Regions from separate parts of the Mus musculus genome. Here region 1 is linked to region 2. A link is a contact called in public Hi-C data. All regions are on one chromosome and are shown on one strand. Each heading gives the region's core, a stretch centred on a gene start, on an enhancer-like site or on the middle of the called end of the contact. The rest is flanking DNA. Distances are from core to core; before and after follow the strand shown. Region 1 overlaps Msh3 (mutS homolog 3). Region 2 overlaps Rasgrf2 (RAS protein-specific guanine nucleotide-releasing factor 2).

The links. Hi-C and Micro-C count contacts between places; a contact is called where the count stands out from the background.
Region 1: a contact with region 2 is called in a Hi-C map of cerebral cortex, with 2.0 times the contacts expected there. The contact joins two enhancer-like sites. A contact is called at or near these places in 1 of 15 datasets of contacts at CTCF or cohesin (large pre-B cells), 14 of 484 Hi-C or Micro-C datasets (the AML12 cell line, Sertoli cells, cerebral cortex and 8 more) and 3 of 115 datasets of contacts at active chromatin or transcription factors (T-cell acute lymphoblastic leukemia, kidney and oligodendrocyte precursor cells).

The regions. Positions count from the first base shown.
Region 1 is chr13:92,244,917-92,250,872 of GRCm38.p6, forward strand. It overlaps Msh3 (mutS homolog 3), which reads right to left. Exons shown (of 24, transcript NM_010829.2): 19 at 4,911-5,022. Among named protein-coding and RNA genes, the nearest start is that of Dhfr, 110 kb to the right of the region's middle. Within about 2 kb of position 2,850, at least 8 of the 459 cell types and tissues checked have an H3K27ac peak or open chromatin away from gene starts, as enhancers often do. A contact at or near this core is called in cerebral cortex and cortical neurons, where this site is marked.
Region 2 is chr13:91,915,013-91,921,180 of GRCm38.p6, forward strand. It overlaps Rasgrf2 (RAS protein-specific guanine nucleotide-releasing factor 2), which reads right to left. Exons shown (of 28, transcript NM_009027.4): 19 at 4,816-4,919. Among named protein-coding and RNA genes, the nearest start is that of Gm46435, 6.3 kb to the right of the region's middle. Within about 2 kb of position 1,544, at least 61 of the 459 cell types and tissues checked have an H3K27ac peak or open chromatin away from gene starts, as enhancers often do. A contact at or near this core is called in cerebral cortex and cortical neurons, where this site is marked.

The DNA of each region.
Region 1 (5,956 bases), core at 1,600-4,099, 330 kb after region 2:
AATGGCTGTGTGGCTAAGAGGTTTGCAGTTCTTTCAGAGGACCTGAGCTCACTTCCTGGCACCCACATCAGGTGGTGCACAGCTACCTACAACTCTGCTCCAGAGGATCTGGTGTCCTCTTTTGTCCCCTAAGAGCACCCATACACAGAGCTGCACTCACACAGAAACACATGCATATATATGGAGGTTAATAAATCAAGTTAGTATCGAACAACTGCCTTCTCAGTGTTTCAGAAACAAGAGAGGAGATACAAGATACAAGCCCTATAATACAAAGTAAGTACCATTCATACTTCCCTGGAGCTAAGAGATGGCCCAGGTTAGATGTCCCTTCAGCTCTTCAGAGTTCCCAGCACCCATGTCAGGCATCCCAACCATTCCAGCTCCAGTGGAGCTGGTGAGCTCTCTGGCCTCCACAAGCACTTACACCCATGTGCACATACTCACACACAGACACATGTGCACACATATAATTAAAAATGCATCTCTAATCTTCCTCCTTCACTTTCATCCTTCAGTTCATTTATCTAATTATCACACTATATAAAACACACACACACACACACACACACACACACACACACACACACACACGACAGTGATCCTATTTGTATAATCTAGCCAGGAAATGAAGTCAAGCTTAAAACTCAGATGTTTTAGGTAAGGCATTATCATTGTACTTGGTAATTAGGGATAAAGTCAATGACTACAGTTGATTCAACTAATGTTACATTTAATTTGTAGCCAAAGCAAGTATTACTGGGCATCTAAAACAACTTGTACTGGGAGGGAAGAGGAAACTGGGCAGTTGGTCCTCATTCTTACCAGCTTCAAACATTCTTATATACAAAGAAATATGTGTCTACTACACACCATAGACAGTACTGAGGACTAAAGAACCTCAGGTTACTTCTTGACCTGGACCCTAGTACTTGCCTCTAGGGCACTTAGGCAGTAGATTTCCCACAACCTAAAGAGATCCACAGTTCAGGGGCTTCCTGGAGATTCTCTTTGCACACTAGACTCATTTTCTCTCCCATGCAACAGTACTTCCTAAAGCAACACAGTTGAATTTATATCACTTATCTCAAAACCAAAATACAAGAACTCGCACTGCTTTCAAAAGCCCACCCACCAGATAGCCATTTGGGTCAATAAACAAATAGTCACAGGACAGTCCATAATATGACTGCCCCAAGCAGTGTGTCCTTATTTTTTTACAAGGTCATGAGGATATAAGGTACTGTCTTAGTCAGGGTTTCTATTCCTGCACAAAACATCATGACCAAGAAGCAAATTGGGGAGGAAAGGGTTTATTCAGCTTACATTTCCACATTGCTTTTCATCACTGAAAGAAGTCAGGACTGGAACTCAAGCAGGTCAGAAAGCAGGAGCTGATACAGAGGCCATGGAGGGATGTTCTTTACTGGCTAGCTCAGCCTGCTCTCTTATAGAACCCAAGACTACCAGTCCAGAAATGGCACCACACACAAGGGGACCTCCTCACTTGATCACTAATTGAGAAAATGCCTTGCAGTTGGATCTCACAGAGGCATTTCCCCAACTGAAGCTCCTTTCTCTGTGACAACTCCAGCCTATGTCAAGTTGACACAAAACTAGCCAGTACAGGTACCAACTCCTTAACCCTTAAGGGACAGTCACAGCCCTGGGGCCAACATCTGCCTGGCCAGAGCCAACTCCCTCTCTTGTTTTATTCCAGTGTGGAGTTAAACTGGCATCATTTCCTATGTTTTCCAGGCAGTAAGCATGGGTGAAAAGCACCATTTGCCCTAGACTATGCCCATGTTTCAAGAAATTATCTAAGGCTCAACTCAGACAGCCTTGACATGGCTTTCCCATTCTGAGAATTAGTCTATCATGGGTATGAAGAGGAGTTACGCTGTAGTATCTCATTTTTCTTCTATTTCTTCAGTGTAATATTCTGTAAACTGAAAAATCCCCAATTCCGAAAAACTAACATTTTCTAGAAGAAAAAGAAGAAAAATTTCAAGTGAGATTTGGAGCCTGCTGAAGGCGTCTCAGTAACACTGTGAGTAGGAGCCTGCTGTGTATTAGTGGTGTGCTGTGGGCACTGGTATGGCACCTACACAGTGTAGACGTGTACACTGCCTGTCCTTGTCAAGCTGGAACCCTTTGGGAAGCACACCAACAAGAACAAGCATCAGTACAAAGCAGGGGCGACACAGGGCAGTGGGTGTGGGGTGTAGGATCTATCATCAGAGCACTGGTGAGGGAAGGCTTCAAGCCAGGAGGCATCTAAGAGGGAGAAACAGCAGAGCTTGTGATGATGCGAGGCGGGAGGCAGGATGGGTGAGATGGGGAAGGAGGACATTCTCTGTGGAGGGAATACCATCTGCCAAGCCCAAAGGCAGTTCTGTGAGTCCCAAACAGCTGGAATGCACAGATGAGGGCAAGCAGGAGGGAGTCGAGGCAGGTTAGCAGAGGCTACAAGGGGAAGTGAACGGAGGACTGCACTGGAGGAGGCAGATGGAGGACAAAGCGGAGACAGAAAAGATTCCTAAAACTGAGAGAGGGAAAGTCAGAAAGACTTTCTTTGCTCATGAGAACATAATGATTTCATTAACACAGAGCCCAGGAAAGCTAGCATCATTTAGATGTAAGAAAGGTGAATTCTCAAAATGATGTAATTATCAGAAGTAACAATGCTACCTAACTTTGAGGACTTTTCTGCCAGGGTATAGTTTATAAGTTAATAGGCAGAGTACATTTTAGATAGAATCTTACATAGTAAGTTCTTTCTCTACAACATCCCTGTATATAAATTTATACCCTGAGAAACAGAATGCGCTTCACCATAGCAACAGGCTATATCAACTCCTACTCAAGTTAGGAAAAGCATATGTAAAAGAAACGAATATTCTGGGACATTCTAAGCTGTCTAACCAGGAAAAACTACTACACTTACCTTGTAAAGATCTAAATACATGAGTTAATGATTCTTTAAAATGCTCCTTGATTAGAAGGCTGCTTTAATTCTTCAAATTTGACTTATTAAAAAATATAATAGATTATTTTTTAAGAAGAAAATGAAAACATAAGGAAAAAAGAAATAAAGTAGCAGTGGCAAGGGTAAGATCCTTGGATCTGTGGACAGGCATGAGCAGAAACACAACATGTTTCACGGGTATTTATCCATTAAATACGAGCCAAGCTATTAGATATTAGAACTATATTACTCTCTCTAGAGAAGCTATATACTATTGCTATGAAAACTAAAAACACAGGTCTTATTCTCATATAGGCTTTGCCTTAAAGACAATTAAGATTAGTATTTATTAACTTATATGACAACTGATAGCATACACATCTGGTTGCTATGGTCCGAATGTCTATGCCTCTCCCCTGTTCTCAGGGAATTATAAATCCTACGATGACAGTGTCAAGGGTCTTTAAGATGTGATTAATATACAGGGACTGAGAGGGACCTCCCCTTCTCCCACCAAGTGAGGACACAATAAAAGGTGCCACACTAAAAGTACAAAGCCAGCTCCCACAAGGTACAGACACCCACCCTGTCTTCAATTCTGTCTTCAGAGTCATGAAAGATAACTTCTGTTGTCTATAACCACTCCATCTGTGGCACTTCAATGAAACAGTTTGAACAGGCCCAACACACAGATTGGAAGCTACTATCAAACCCTGTATGGCATGATAGGGAACATGACAGTAGACAGAACTCAAAGCTTTTCATCTTACTTCACACACGTATGACTGCTCAAACGACGACGTCAGAGGTCTTTGCTCTGGGGCCCAACTTGGAATGCTGCTACTGTCCCAACACCCTGCAAACTTCTCTCTTACAGCTCAGTTCTCCCACTGACTTAAAAACCTAATACTCTGTATCCAACCACTCTGTGTGACACTCCTGTCATGCATAGACTGCTCTCTAATACTCTGTATCCAACCACTCTGTGACACTCCTGTCATGCATAGACTGCTCTCTAATACTCTGTATCCAACCACTCTGTGACACTCCTGTCATGCACAGGCTGTATCTTGCTGCGCTTTTCCATTCAGGATCCACACATTTTTGTTTCTTTAGGGCCCTCCCACAGTTGCCCTTACTGCAGGCATCCACAAACCTCAGTTAGCATCCTTGATGTCATCCTCTAAAGAAACCCAGCTGACAGTTTAGATGGTCTCAGTAATCCTGTGGACAACTCTAACTTTTCTTACCCATTATCTTGTTTCATGCTCTCCTTCCCAAAGCCCTGTTCCCCGCTTCCTAAATCTTGCCATCACTGACAATACCAACAGCTCTGAGATCTTGCTTTACTCTGGGGTACTAATGTAGCATCATCAGTGTCCTCTAAGAGATCTCTAGCCTAGAACAGCTAATCACTTATGTGTTTTCAGAGCATTTGAAAATAGTGCAACATAGAACATGCTAATGCCGTATGCTAATGAAAATTTGAAAAGGCGTTGTATAATTCCAACATCATTAACATATTTCTGAATATAAAGTATTTTTATTGGGTTATATACAAGAAGTAACATAATTGTCTTTAGTTGCTAAATCTTTGTATCTACGGATATTTTCCATTGGGAATTATACCAATTGCACAATTGGTGAAAATAAAATTATGCCTGGGACCAGGCATGGTGCACACACCTTTAATCCCAGCACTCGGGAGGCAGAGGCAGGCAGATTTCTGAGTTTGAGGCCAGCCTACAAAGTGAGTTCCAGGACAGCCAGGGCTATACAGAGAAACCCTGTCTCAAAAAAAAACAAAAAACCAAACCAAAACAAAAAAACTATGCCTGGGATTGGTCCACTTAAAGTTGAGGATAAAATCAGATATGAAAATATTTGATACAAAGTTATAATCCTTACCACACACTGGTTTTGGGTGTCATGAGGTACTTACTGATAAACTCGTACTGTTGGGCACAAACTGATCTTGTTCACCCAGCAACACATCAATCATAGGGTGCCTTCCATTTTTTATGATGATCTTCTTTTCTTCTTGTAGAGTTGGCCTGAAAAAATAAGTTTCATCAACTCGAAGACACAAAAGGAGCTTTTAAAAAGAACCACTGACTAGCTTGGCATGGTGATACACCTTAAATCTCAGCACGGGAGGCTGAGGCCCGGAGACGTCTGTGAGTTTGAAGCCACCCTGGCTATACTGACACAGCATGAAAACCTTCAGTACTCAATAGGGAAGAGAGACAACAAAGTCTTAGACCTCAAGAGCACATGAGGTAAGGACTAAGACTAAGAGTTCAACTCCTCATCAACTAGTCAGAAATCAGGAACTGGGACCAGCAGCACATTGAAGGACAAGACTCAGCAAGCCTTGTGAAGTCTATCTTCATGCGATTTCAGTTTTCATTTGTCTGTCATCATCTAAGATCAAGTCAGCACATGTGTTGGGACCCTTTTTGGCCCTGATTTGGGCCTGAAGGACAAACCTGAGCCTGGCTCGAGTTTTGAGACCTGTCTCAGTCACTTCCATGACTAAGAAAGGTCTGTTTGGCCCTGCGTCTGTCCCCTACCCCCCACCCCATTGCAAATGTAGAGCTTTGCCATTGGCCCTGTCAACCACTCTATACCCTCCATCATACTTCCCTGTCTCCTACGTTATCTTACCCCACCAAAACCCCCCTCCCCATGGTCCAAACTTATATAAGCAAGTATCTGATTCCATAAAATTGAATTCCTGCTTCGACAAGACTCCTGGCTCAGTGTGTTTCTTTTGGACCTTCAACACTCGCCATCCCACTCAGCCCTGGAGAGACCCCTGGCGGGATCAGGACCTCTCTCCTCTCATCTGGACCTACCAGCAAGGAACCAGCAGACATGCATCACTAAACACAGTTCAGACCATTGGCACATCACTTCATAGTCATGTAAAGCCATTTCCAGATTAAATTATCATCTTAACATAAATGGCATTGGGTTTGGGCTAAG
Region 2 (6,168 bases), core at 294-2,793:
CTATGTAATCACAGAAACAAAACCAACTCTGAGCCGCAGTGTCCTCTTCTGTAGAGCTGGGCTAACGAGTACATCTGCCTTCTTCCCTTCGGAAATGAAAAGCAGGGACAATGAGTTACCCCCGAGAGCTTAGAACAGTGACTGACACATGGAATAATAGGAGCTTTGGAGACATTTGTAAAATTACAAGGCTGTTACATAAAAAAAAAAAAGCATCCCCACAGAGAGGCTACCTCCTAAGAAAAGCATTTAAAAGACCTTCGTAAAAGACCTGGTTCCCCATATCATAAAACAACAGCAAACCTCAAGCTGGCCTCTAGATTGTGCTAAAGCAGCCAAATGCTTCCTCTTTTGTTCAGAGCACCAGCACACAGTTCCCCTGGAAATCAAAGCACCTTCCTGTGGTGAAAATTGGGGGTGGGGTGGGGGTATACATCCCTGGGCATCTTCAGGAGACGCAAGACAGGAAGCACTCTTGCGGGGCAGAGGAGCCTGAAGCACAGACGGGGATCCTCATTCTGTAGAGAGCTCAGTGGTTAGGCATCCCTACACTGAGGCTGCCTCACAAGTGGAAAGGTGGAGCCACTGCTTGGGAGCGGAGGGTAGGCTGGGCATATGTATGGAAAACTACTGGAAGCCAATGGACAAAAGCAGGAATGGGCATAGACAGAGGGACTGAGTCCTGGGATAGGACAGCGTGGTCGGTCTGCCAAGAGCTGTCAGTAAAGGTGACAGCAGCTGCCTGTTCAGTGGTTTCTTACAAATTGCATTCTCCCACCCACACCAAAAGCTGTGTGATGCTTGTCCTGGCTCAACCCCCACTTCAGATCCAGAACAAAGGATGCATCTGAACCCTCTGACGAGACACTGAGTTCTGTGTTTCGTAGCGTGAAGCCAAGAAATAAATAAATAATTAATTAAACCACTGACAAAATAAGCAACAGTTGGAAGGGAGGGAAGGAGGGAGGGAGGGCAGTTGCATCCCCCTCTGACCCAGACATCCTTGAGCAAGCTTCCCAGTGGGGATCAATAGCACCAGTGCCTGCTTCTCTGGTCTCTGTGACTCACTCAGGCACATTCCTATTTCTGTGGCAGGACACAGGGAGGCACTCTGGTCCTTTCCTTCCAGGGGAGGGAGGGGCTTCCATCTTCTCCTGTGACTTCACTACCACACTGGAATTATGTAAAGGTTTGGTTTTCTCTCCACAAGGAGGGGCCTCCTCCTCAGCTTCTTACCATGGCTGTGCCAGAGACCATGGGGGCAAGGCTGCGAGAACTCCGGTCTCAGCCTTGGGTCCTTTCCTGACAGATCTCTGGTTTGTATTTATAGCGATCTCATTTTAATTAAGTGATAAAACCTCAATGCTACCCGCAGGAGACCAATCAGCTACATGTGTTCAGAAGCCGCTGCGCTGGGCAGTGCGGATAAAGTGCAGCATTTCTACCAATCTCCTAAAGACCTCAGAGGGCAGCAGATGCCCTCTGAGGATTCAGCAGCTCTGCCAGTCAGCTGTAGGGCTGGCATTCTGCTTACCTGAGGTCAGGGTATAGACTCAGACTCCCTCCCCCAAGAGCAGCCATCTACACCAGCCCACTACATGAGTCACCTCATGTCATTATCCCCATGGCTCACAGGAAGAACTGCCATTATCTGGATTTTTCTAGGGGAAGATGTCTAGAACCTGAGCCAGCAAATGCCAAAGCAGGGGTCTCATTGTAAATCAGTCTTTACTCCCCACCCCACCCCATCTCTTAGGTACCCAGCCACACCCTCAGTGATGAGAGCCTTGTTAGTACAGACTCATGCCTCTCCCTGGAGTATTACCTCAGTTATTAGGGAATGGGTTCTCTGTCTTGAACAGGATGGGATTTCAGGGATTTGGTCACTACAGTGATCACTGAACTACACACTTAAGCTCAGGACCATTTATGTGAAGTCTAGCACAGCTCAATAAAAAGGAAGAAACCATGTAATTCAATAATAAAAATCCTTCATTTTTTTCAGATAAATATGTTTTTCTTAGTTTGCCACAACATTCCTGTAAGAAGACTGAACTGAGTTAGAAACTTGATGGCTGGGTTATTTGAACGCAGCCAGTGAAACGGGCTCTGAACAGAAGCAGGACCATGAGTGGAGTCACCAGTCACCCTCATGGCCTCTAGCCAGGCCTGTTCAGTTGCCTCCACTGTCCGCAGGTGCTACCCTCCTGGGGCCTTTTGGCTGCAACTACGGTCTTGTGCAGTCCACACAAGTAACATGTGTGACTCTCTCCACACCTGGCCTGGTCTAAGCCTGGAAAGTGGCATAAAAGGTTCCTTCAGCTCCCTCCACTTTAACCGTCCACCTTAGCTGTGGCTGCAGACACTTGGGGGGAAAGAGCTAAGTCTGGTGTGATATGCAGGTGGGTCACCTGGGCTTTGGCTCCTCTGGTTGTGACAGAGGCACAGTGATTAGCTTGCCTCTTGTGGGCATGTTGATAGGATTTTGAAGAGGACTCTGCTGGGCACTTTGGCAGCTTACCTGACCCAGGTAATGTCTGGCCTCTTGTGAGTCATTTTCAACTCCCCAAGGTCCTGGATTTCCAATCTGGCACTTCCAGACTCTCCCAGTATCTGACAGGCTGCAGAGTTCCTCACTGTGCCCCAGCAAACACCTTATGTGGCATCCTCCCTCAGGGCATATGGCTGATGGCTTCCTCAAACTGTGACTTCCACAGCTGACTGATGGAGAAGCAACTCTGTCCCTTCCCCATGTCTCAGGAAACCGACCCTGCAACTCTCTCTGACCCCTCTCATCTTGACTTTCCACTGGTGGGTAAGCAGGACTGTGGCTGGGTTGCTTTCAGGAGTTTTCTTGTCCTTAGGTGGCCTGGTAACTCTCCTTAAGGGTTTGAAGTCTTTGCTTCCTCTGCCTGTCCCCACACTCCACCGCACCCCACCCCCCACCCCAAGCCTCTGGTCTTCTGCCTGAAAGTCTGAGGCAACCACAAGAGCCAGAGGGAAGACAGCTGCACAGGAATAATGCTAAGCACAATGGCTGAGAGTGGCCACCTTTCCCATGGCTGGAAACTCCTTGAGGTCAGAGACCTCATGGATGTTAGTTGCCCCCACTCATCCCAGTACACAGCGCTCACTAGTGGACAAAGAGAGAAGACAGAAAAAATAATAGTGGCAATGCTCTGTGCATGGATTTGGTGGGGGAAGGAGCTTGATCATCTAACTGGGTCATTCTTCTGATCTCGTGCTCCTAAAGGTGTCCCCTGGGCCCAGGAAAAGGAAAATATGAATGGTCCCTTCCCTTGCCATTGGCCATTCAGACATGGCCAGAGTTGGAGGAAGAATACTGCAACCCAAAGTCACAGCTGTAGCTCTCTTTCCAACATCATTCCATGTCTGTGAGATGTCTCAAGTAAGTGGAGTGAGTGGTTTCAAAATGGCCAATCAAGAGAAAACCCAGAAAACAAAACAAAACAAAAATGCCCTGAAATGCATCGTCATGTGACAGCCACGTGAGTGACTGACCGGTCTGAGCTGACTCTCCAGCCTAGAAGTCCCTCAGAAGATAGCAGTGCCACAGGAGCTAAAAGCAGCACAGCCCTGCTACCTGCAGAGACCGAGAACTGTGTACAAGATACCCAGGAGGTGTGTATATGTGCATGCATGCACATGTGTGCTTCATGAAAATGCTTCCTTTCCACAGCAGTGCCAATACATACTGTAGTGCAGACCCCAGCTTGTGGGTCCATTTGCAGACTCAGCCTGTGTTTTGGCTGCCTTTGGAAACTAAAGGGCAGAAAGTGACCTTGTGGGGCAGTGCACAGCGGCAGCCTTAAATTGTAAACTCAGTTCAAATGAACAACCAAGTAGATGTCTGCCATGTGCCCAGGACCGCAGAACTAGTGGAATGGCACGTCTGCCAAGTGTGCTTCAGGGCCAAGTGTATGCAGGCAAAAGGGCCCTTTCCTGTTCTTAACAGGAGGGGTCTGAATCACAAATGTGCTGTGCTTCATGCTTAACTCAAAACAGTCTTTACACTTTGCCACATTTTTGATCTGAGCCAATCAGGGCCCTGGTCTCTTTCACCAACTCATAGCCTACTAGCCAACGTCAGTTCCAGGGAGGCCGGACATAAGGTTAGTAAAGAATTGTGCATTCTCTGAACTAACAAGGTAAAGAGAGGCCTGGTTTTGTTTTGTAAATGCAGGGAAAAAAAACTCTATGAAGTTTTTGAATAGAACTTGGAATGGAAACATAAAACAACACTAATAGTGGGAGTGGGTGCGTAAGGGAGTGGGGGGGGGAGGGCATGGGGGACTTTTGGGATAGCATTGAAAATGTAAATGAAGAAAATACCTAATTAAAATAAAATAAAAAATTTAAAAAAAAAACAACACTAGGTAAGACATTCTGTGAACTGGTGAGAAACCCTCACTGATCAGACACAAATGTATTTTTGGCCTTGTATTTGTGGAGTCACTGTCATGTTTGCCTATGGAGGCTATGGGTACCACTGACAATGGAGGCCTCTCCAGCAGGGCTCCACAGTCAGAGGGGACCCTGAGAAAGGTCCCCAGATGCTCCAGGGCAGTTTCTGAGGGAAGAGGGAGCTCCAGTCAGACTATCTGCAGATGTGACAGCAATGTTGGCCACGGGTGTGGCTGTTTTTCTTTGTATGTTGCCCATACATCTTCCCTCCTTAGCTTCTAAATCCCAAGGCTTCTAACGGTGTGTCAGGAGATGGTTTACCTGTGTAACGACTTGCAAAGGGAACAAAACACAAATCACTGAAAGTCATTGCTGCAAAGTCGGAATTACCTGGGCATGCTTTGAGACCCAGTGGCGGAGGACATTCAGGACTCGATTGGTGGCTGTTCTCCGTATGATGAACTCCTTGTCACATGTTCTCTCGTTGTTAAATCCTTTGAAGGAAAAGAAACACACACTGCAGTTAGGGCTGGACCCCAGGCATTGGGAAAGGTCATTTATTTTAGGACTCCCGTTATGGAACTCACAAAATGCTACATCGTGGCAGGGAGGGAAAAAGGTTTCAGACCTGTGAATTCTGCTTACCTATTATACTCTCCCGCCAGCCCAATGCAGGCACAGGTGCAATTACATGAATAATGCACACATATTTATTAAAGGCCACCGAGGAGAGCTAGCATTCTGCTAATGACATTAACACTTCCCTTTATGCCTCTCACCATCCACATACAAAGCCAAGAGGGAACATTGACAAAAGCACTGTAGTCACTGTGGATTATAGCTTTGCCACAGTGTCATCATGGAGGCAATTCTATTGGGAGATGGAGGTGGCCTTGTAGGTGAGACAGACACTCTATTGTTCGTCTGCACACAACAGTGTAGCTGATGCTTGAAAAAGAAGTATTTAAAAGTCGCTAAAATTATGGATTCCAAATGTTTTCACCTCAGAAAACTTGCAAGTACATGAAATGATTGCTCTGATGATAGGTTTTAATCACCCCACAATGTAAATATGTAAAAGCATCTCTTTTATATTCCATAAATAGATAATATTATGTCATTTTGTTTGTCAGTTGAAAATAAAATAAGTTGAAACAAAATGACTGCCTGGTTTGAAGCAGTTGTCCCGAGTTCTGTAAATTATATCATTTCTTTGGCGACTGGTCTTTGATGTCCCCCATGTTTCTGTCTAATAGAGTTGCTGTGACATTATGCTTAATAACTAATAAATGTTAAGTGTTTAGCCCAGTTCCTTCACAAGAGCAAGTGCTCAAATGTCAGCCATTATTATAATTCAGTATTTCTCTGGTGTCTTTTTGTGGGGTGGGCAGGTATAATGATCTTGGACTTTATACATACTGGGCAAAGTTTCTACTTCCAAATTCTATTCCCATCTCTGGTCCAGTGTGTGTGAGTCCCTCTGTTCTGCCACATCATGGTCTTAGTCACCTTTTTGTTATCAATAAAACATTTAGTACTTCAAACTGATCCCACTTTTAAAAATATTCTGTGGTCCAAAACTCTGTAAAGGCTTGCACTCTGATCTGCATGTTTTACAAGAGTGTCTCTGGGTTGCTGCCACGGAAAGATATTCATATGTGTTGCTGTTCTAACTCAGGCACACTGTTCCAGGCCATCATGAATGGCCTGCAATTTAACCCTGAGACAGGAAATGTGGTTGAT